Linked DNA regions of Xenopus laevis: region 2 is linked to region 1. A link is a contact called in public Hi-C data. All regions are on one chromosome and are shown on one strand. The core of a region is the stretch at or near the end of the contact, and the rest is flanking DNA. Distances in the headings are between cores, read along the strand shown. Region 1 overlaps abcb9.L (ATP-binding cassette sub-family B member 9). Region 2 holds the start of ccdc62.L (coiled-coil domain containing 62 L homeolog).

Region 1 (4,198 bases), core at 835-3,334:
CAAGAGCCTATGCGCAGGGGTGGATTAAAGCACAATTTTTTCCAATCTGTGACATAGTAATACAACTCATGGATGGCAGTCTGAAGCCATATGAGATATTGGGCTGCAAATAGTTATATCCTGGGACTATAAAACAGAGGTGTTGTGCCATGCTTTCATATATCGAATGTTTGACAACTATCAAGGGCGGTGGTATGAACTAATAGAAACAACCACTGATTTACAGTAGGGATGCACTGAATCCAGTCACGTTTCAACATGTGATGCCGTCTGAGGCGGCGCTGAGAATGGCGCCCCCCTGCCCGTCGCACTTATCTTGAAATCGCCTACAGGGGTCTGGGGTGGGGCGCATCGCTAGCACAGAAAGCAAAACGGCGCTTTCTGCACTACAAAAGCCAAATTTTCAGTTTAAAAAACGGAAATTCAGGTCTTAAAGTTACCGGGAGCAGATTTTTGCTGCCCCTTGTAACTACTGCGGAGCTGCTGCTTGAGGCAAGGTGCTCACCTTTCCTCATATCAGAAAGGCCCCATACCGAATCCACTTTTTTGGATTCGGCCGAACCCTTCGCAAAAGACTCAGCCAAATACTGAACTGAATCTGAATCCTAATTTTCATATGCAAATTAGGGGTCGGAAGGGAAAACATATTTTACTTCCTTGTTTTTGACGAAAAGTTATGCAATCTCCCTCCCTGTCCCTAATTTGCGTATGCAAATTTGGGTTCAGTTTGGCCGGGCAGAAGGATTCAGCCAAATCCTGCTGAAAAAGGCCGAATCCTGGCCGAATCTCGAACCAAATCCTGGATTCGGTGCATCCCTAGTTTACAGGGTACATGTTATATAAAAATAAAGTAAGATCATTACTATCAGGGTCAGGAAAATGAGGAAACACTCCAAAATACAAATTCTATGGCTTAGATCTCTGCTACCATCTGGTGGTAAAATGGCATATTTCAAGACAAGGCAAATACGTCCAGCTTATTTTCCAGGTCTCTGCAACTTAATTGCTAAAGCGGGAGAGCTGGAAACTGTAATGATTCACCATTTACAGGTCCTACTGACCCCTGCCTTATCCAGCTGAGCAGGGGAAAGGTGTCCCCGAATGATTTACTAATCCAGTCACATTGTCAGAATGTAGTTACCATTCTGTGAAAAATGAACTACAATAACATTAGAAGAGAAGAGAAAAATACAGCACATACCGCAGGTCACTTTCAATTACCTTAGTTTTTCCTCACTGAATTGAATTTGACCCTTTATCAAATCAATCAAATATATTTTATACATATTATACAAGACGTTATGGCCAATACATTGGGCCTACTGATTATTAGCTGAAGGTCTACTGGTAGCTAACTATCTTCCCTGGGGCACCATTGCTACTGATATACACCTGTAAAGGAGATGTGGGTCAAGCCATGTTTTGTTTGGGTGAGACACATCAAAAAGAAAAAATAAATGTATGTGTGCAGAGAAATATTCATTACATGTACACAGAACATTCATCCTCTCCATGTATTTATAAATATGAGAACTGAAATATAGTTTGGCAGAGGTATGCTCCATAGACTACGTTATTAGTAACACTATATTAGTATTACGCTAATGCCAGACAAGATTGATTGCTATGATTTGCCTAATAGATCTGACAAATAGCTAATTATTATTTATAACAATGTCAGCAATCTGGTTGCTAGGGTTCAATATACCCTAGCAACCATGCATTATTTTAAATAAGAGACTAAAATATTAATTGGAGAGGCCTGAACAAAAAGTTGAGTAATAGAAGGTAGAAATAAAAATAGATTTGTGGCATTACAGAGCATTTGTTTTAGATGGGGTCAGTGACCCCCATTTGAAAGCTGGAAAGAGTCAGTAAGAGAAGGCAAATAATTCAAAAACTATAAAAAAAAAAATAACGAAGGCCAATTGAAAAGTTGCTTAGAATTTGCCAATTGATAGCATGCAAAAAGTTAAAGGTGAACCACCCCTTTAAAAATGATCTTCAACAAGGTAATTTAGATTTAGTCACCCACTTCTAAAAAAAAAACATTATATATTACTGAATTATTTTCTAGAGGCAGTTTCACATAAAAGGGCCAAGTATTTCTTCAGTTACAAATTCAGCGATGCAGAAAAAAAAAGGTTCTGTGCACATGAAGCTGTGGCTTTATGTTAATAAAGTATTATGTTTCCTCTTAAGAATAAATAAGACTGGGTGCAAGGGAATACCAATTTGAATAATAATTTGAATAACAATTGTTTGCAATCAGGTTGGGAAGGGGCATGTATTGTATCACCCTATCCAGACCAAACCCCCTGTGTTTTTTCCACACTGCATTTTTAACCTTTTGTTATGCTTTCTATGGTGTTGCAAATGTTATGATCATTGAGTAACATTAGGTCAGTACCCGTGTGGTTCTCATCAAAGAAACCAATTTCTTGAGATAACAGTGAGCAAAAGAGCAGGTTGCGTATACGGATGTTCAGTCTGGCAAAAGTAAAGGTAAACAGACCCCCTCGTACTCCAGCAGAGAATGCGCTGAATGGAGAGAAAAGCAATGGAAAGAAAAACAGTAACAAATGCATTATAAAACTGTATATACATATATTAATTTTGGGCATCTCACGAATAGGCAATTGACCAATGTCTTTACCATCAATAACTTGTAATCACAAACATGAACTTTCATTCACACATCTAGGGGCAAATTCAGCAAGGGTCGAATATCGAGGGTTAATTAACCCTCGATATTCGACTGGGAATTAAAATCCTTCGACTTTGAATATCGAAGTCGAAGGATTTTAGCGCAAATAGTTTGATCGAACGATTCGAAGGATTTTAATCCAATGATCGAAGGATTATCCTCCGACCAAAAAAACTTAGGCAAGCCTATGGGGACCTTCCCCATAGGCTAACATTGGGTTCGTTAGGTTTTAGATGGCGAACTAGGGGGTCGAAGTTTTTTCTTAAAGAGACAGTACTTCGACTATCGAATGGTCGAATAGTCGAACGATTTTTAGTTCGAATCCTTCGATTGGAAGTCGTAGTTGATGCTCGAAGTAGCCCAAAAAACACTTCGAAATTCAAAGTTTTTTTACTTTAAAAATCCTTCACTCGAGCTTGGTGAATTGGCCCCTTACAGTCATAAAATTCCTGAGCCTGTATACCTAAAACAATACTTTATGGTGGCTCTATAACTAGGTTGTTTTTATCAAGTGTGACTTAAGCTGGACATAGACGCAAAGATCTGATCATACGAATCAAGGTTTCATACAATTTTCGGACCGTGTGTGGAGAGTCCCGACATTTTTCGTCCGGCGGAGATCGGTCGTTTGGTTGATCGGACAGGTTAAAAGATTTCTGTTGGCTGCCGATAATATCTCTGCGTGTATTGCCAATCGTACGATTTTCAGTGGGAGACTGTCACCAGCTTTTGTCAGACATAACTTTCGTACAATTGCTGTCAGGGGCAGAACATCGGCTGATCTGTTTTTTACTACTTTATTTGATCTGAATGGTTAGTGGCAGGTCGGGAGATGGCAAAGTCCGATCGTACGATGATTCGTACAATCGTATCTTTACGTCTATGGCCAGCTTAAAGGTGGCCATACACATTACAATTATGATCTTTCCCACGACCATTGGCTTTTGCAGATATTGGTTGTCTTGTCTCCCACCATATACACAGCGAATATCATTCCATTCCTCTGGAATTTTCTACTACAGTCTGTCCCCGACTTTCTCCCAACCTTTCTGCTTTCAAGAAATCTCTTAAAACGCACTTATTTAGAGAAGCCTACCCTCATCCTGTCTAACTGCCAAATGCAATACCACATCTCTCACCCACTTCATTCTGATCTTGCCCACTCCCACACCTGGTGTCTTATTCCCTTCCCTTTAGATTGTAAGCTCTTTTGCACAGGACCTTCCTCACCTTTGTACCAGTATTGGTTGTGATGTATGTAACTCCATATGTTCTATGTATGTCATTAATGTGATTTAGTTGTATAAACACATTTACTTTATAGTGCTGCGAAATATGCTGGCGCTTTATAAATACATATTAATAATAATAAAAAAGAATAATATCTGTGCGTGTTCGGCCACCTTGAAAGTGAGCTATGGAGGGAGACATGGTTATGGGAAAAAGAGAACAGTGAAACTTTAACTTCAGAAGGAAGAGTTAGAAATCCCA
Region 2 (4,198 bases), core at 671-3,170, 170 kb before region 1:
TTTCAAAATTGAATATAAAAAAATCTGTTTGCTCTTTTGAGAAATGGATTTCAGTGCAGAATTCTGCTGGAGCAGCACTATTAACTGATTCATTTTGAAAAAAATTTTTTTCCCATGACAGTATCCCTTTAAGAAAGCCCTTAAGAGGGTCTACCGGTAGCCCTTAAGAGGGTCTACCGGTAAAGTTTGAAATAAATATATAGCAAGGGGTAGAATTAACATTTTAACTGCATGAATTCGGTCTATTAGTGAAATTTGGAAGCCTTTTCATGTCTGGAGAGACAATTCGACTCTAGAAAGCAAGGGTATATAATTAGCATCAGACGCTTGTTGACATTGTGGCATAAATTTAACCCCCAAATAATCTAAGTGTGGATGTGCCCAATCAAAATCAATTTGCAGTAACTTAAGTAAAGGTGAGGGGAGATTGATATTAAGAGCTTTAGATTTAGCTGAATTAACATGTAAGCCTGAAATCTTACCAAACTTCCCTAATAGATTATATAAATTGGGGAGGGATGTCATAGGTCTTGTTAAGGTAAGTATTCGGTCGTCTGCAAACAAAGTGCATTTATACTCCGTGGCCCTGATGGAAATAACGGATATATCTAATGAAGCCATAATTAAGGCTGCAAGCGGTTCTATGGCCAATAAAAAGAGGGTAGGAGACAATGGGCAACCATGGCGTGTGCCCCTATGCAGGCCAGGACTGGGAGTCAATATAGGCCCTGTCATTCCAAGTACACAGAGGCCCAAACAGCCTCCTACCAGCCAAAAACAGCCTCTTACCAGCCCACTATATGGTAACTTTCTACGGCCCAAGGTTCTAATTGGGGTATTATAGAGAGCAAAGATATAGTTCATAAAGGGAACTGGGAAGCCCATATAGCGTAGAACATAAAATAGATATTCCCAATCCACCAAATCAGCTGCCTTCTCGAGATCCAAGGATAGGATCATCGAGGAGACGTTTGATCGAGGGGCAGACCAAATAACATTAAACAGTTATCTAACATTATCATATGTATGCTTTCTTGAATTAATTTAACGTTTAAATGATTTTCTAGTAGATTTATGTAAAGATCCATTATACAGAAAACCCCAGGCCCAAGCATTCTGCATAACAGATCCCATACCTGTAATCTCTTCCACATACACTAGCACACTGTTATTTACTCACTAATATGATCAGACAAGACTGCATTATGCCTAGGACATAGCATAACAAATGAAGGACACTAATATTGGATTTTATGCATTTAAAGGTATATAAGAGTATATAACAGGGTATATAACAGAGTATTACAGACACAGGAGCCCCTAAAGGGAAAAAGGTTGGTACTTCATCTTCAAAAGGAAGTAAAATGATTACGAGACGAGCCACATTGGATTCAGTGTAAATGATGGTGCAGCTGTCTGATCAGCCCGTGGTGTCTCATGCTGCTGCACTAAATACTCAAAACCCCTGACTAAGCATCGCAGCAGCTAAAGAGCCCAATAACCATGCTGTATCACAGTCACAGTGCGGGGCTTCGCAAGGCTACACAGTGACAACTGAACAGGTACAATATAACGAGCATTAAGAGTTAATCAATAAAATCGCCCACTATATTTTTTCCTACCTCAGTAATGCCAGATTGAGAAGCAAGGAATAGAGATCCACCTCCAAGCCTCGCTTTAGGATAGCGTCTACATTGATTGGCTCAGATTCGTCATGTGATACATCGTGAGCCTGTCACTAGAGCATATTGGGAAATGTAGTTTACTCTTTTTTAAAAATTTACTGTACAAATGAACAGCTGCACTACAAGTCCCAGAATACTACTGAAATACAGGCGTTACTTATGAATTTGTCCAGTTTTAGTTTGACTATTAGCCCGGTAGTTACACTTGAAATCTGCAGCAGCGATAGTAGGAAACAAAGGTACAACACACAAGGAATACTCGTAGCTGACGTAAAGTATGTGCCATTGTATGAAATAAGAGGCAAACCCCGAACTGCCTGATGTAAAGTGATGTTGGCAGGAGCTCCTCAATTCTCTGCTTCTGAGTCTGACCTGACTGAAGTGGGAAGGTTAGAAAGTGATTCTGGATTTTAATATATATGTAAGTATTTGTACATATTACTTTTCCTGTGTATTAATATGTGCACTTTATATAGACACAGGACGCTGAATATTACTGTTATGAACACATTAGTCAAAGACTGGACCTGTGGATTAACCAAGCTTAATGTTGGAACCATTCAGTATATACAGACCTGAGACTGAAGCTGGCCACACACACTGGCTAATGCTGAATGGTCACGTAGGCTGAATGATGAAGGGCCATACACGTTATGACCACCTTTCTGTTGTTCTGTTCATTTGGACAGATTGCCTTCCTTATCAACAAACAGGCCAATATACATAGCGCATGCATATTGGTCATGATCATAGGGCCTTGGGCCACCATACGAACCCAGCCCTAGCCCACAGTAACCTAATCTGGCCCTGCGATCCTTCTCTGACATCAATGGAGGGGACGGGATGAGTGTGAGTATATAACAAACACTGCCATTCTCTAGTGGGGGTTTGGGATGAGTATTTAATACTCACGCTTGCCCGCACATCACTAACATGCATGAACTAAAAATTGTGCAAAACTTCAGTACAAGTATGGCCAGCCTGAATTAGCCTCCATCTGTAGGGAGCTTGTATGTTCTCCCCATACTTGTGTGGCATTCCTCCAGTTGTGGGTACTCCAGTTTCCCACCACACTCCACAAACATGCTGGCATTTGAATTGGCTCCTGATACAATTGACCACTTTGAATGTGATGGGGACTTTGTAAGATCCACTGTGGCAAGGATAGGGTTGCCACCTTTTCTTAAAAAAAATACCGGCCTTCCTATATATTTATCTTTTTTTCCCTATTTATAACATTAGATCAACCATCATTTTTACCAGCCAGGCCGGTGAAAGACCGGCCAGGTGGCAACCCTATTTTTCCCTATTAATAACATTGGGTTTAACCATCGTTTTTACTGGCCATGCCGGTAAAATACCGGCCAGATGGCAACCCTAAGCAAGGACTAATATGAATTGCATATCATTTCTATAAAGCTCCTCAGAATATATTGGCACTATATGAAGATAATAATTATGAAAACAAATACCAAAATCAATGTCCTCCAACAAAACTCTAAAACTCTGTTTTCTATACTAACATAACTTTATTTGCTTTCTAAATGTTTTATATCCACAGTACTGCTAGTTCCAGTCACAGAATACTTATGAGCTCTTCATTACAACTCTCTTCTCAACTAAAGGTACAGTTTATTGTTTGGATACTTTTTTTTAAGTAATATTTTTATTGATTTTTTTTTATGTTACAATGTTTATATCCAGCCTAATAGAGGCCTTTGTGGAAGTCATTGTGGAAACTCTTCAGTTAATACAACAAACTGTAATAGTTAAACAACTTACTAAGCAAAGCATCATTGTCATTGACATTTGTAGCCTAATTTGGCATAATAGCTTGGATACTTTTTAAAGGGGGCATATTGTGAAAATAATGAAAATTTAAATCCATGGTCCCATGAAAAAAATAGCCTTGTTCCAATAAGCTTTGATTAAAAATGATGCACTGTTTATTTATGTTTTCAGAAGCATAGGAAAGGTAGATGCCTGTTTCTTGCTTGAAATAGGTAGGACTGCTGCAGCTGCCTATCACTAGAGTTGTTCAAGCAATAAAGGACAAAATGCAACACAATGTTACAAAAATCCATTTTTAAAATAAATCGTATATTTTTCAATAAAGTTTATAGGAAAGATTCTTATTTTTTTTTATTATATATCCACTTTAACTTCTCATTAACAAATCGTTCTACGTGTTCTGAAAGGGATTTTGCTAATGTGCATTTCAAAGTTGCTGACTTTTATGTGTAATGTGCTTACAGTGAGAAAGAAAGAAATGTACTGTTACACATTGATTCAGCATGACCAAATTAATTTATCATGTAAATTGCAGCAAAAAGGTAGGTTGTGCAGTCTTTTTTTATTTTTGAATTGGCATAGATTTAAAAATTCCAAGACAACAGCTTCACCCAAGTAGGCTGTTCTCCAAAGACAATTAAATGAAATATAATAATATAAGCATAATCTCAATGAAATAAGAAACTTAGAAATATTATTTACAAATTTTGTACTGTTTAGAA

What was found. A called contact is a pair of places that touch in the nucleus more often than the background predicts.
Region 2: a Hi-C map of the XL177 cell line shows a contact between it and region 1, with 2.5 times the contacts expected there. The contact joins the promoter of ccdc62.L here to the enhancer-like site in region 1. A contact is called at or near these places in 2 of 4 Hi-C or Micro-C datasets (the XL177 cell line and the XTC cell line).

The regions. Positions count from the first base shown.
Region 1 is chr1L:175,223,522-175,227,719 of Xenopus_laevis_v10.1, reverse strand. abcb9.L (ATP-binding cassette sub-family B member 9) reads right to left here. Exons shown (of 14, transcript XM_018263048.2): 6 at 2,411-2,541. Among protein-coding and RNA genes, the nearest start is that of abcb9.L, 14 kb to the right of the region's middle. Within about 2 kb of position 2,084, at least 2 of the 7 cell types and tissues checked have an H3K27ac peak or open chromatin away from gene starts, as enhancers often do.
Region 2 is chr1L:175,396,162-175,400,359 of Xenopus_laevis_v10.1, reverse strand. It overlaps ccdc62.L (coiled-coil domain containing 62 L homeolog), which reads left to right and starts at 1,920. Exons shown (of 13, transcript NM_001094381.1): 1 at 1,920-2,106; 2 at 3,247-3,310. The coding sequence starts at 3,275. denr.L (density-regulated protein L homeolog) reads right to left here and starts at 1,642. Exons shown (of 8, transcript NM_001092717.1): 1 at 1,623-1,642.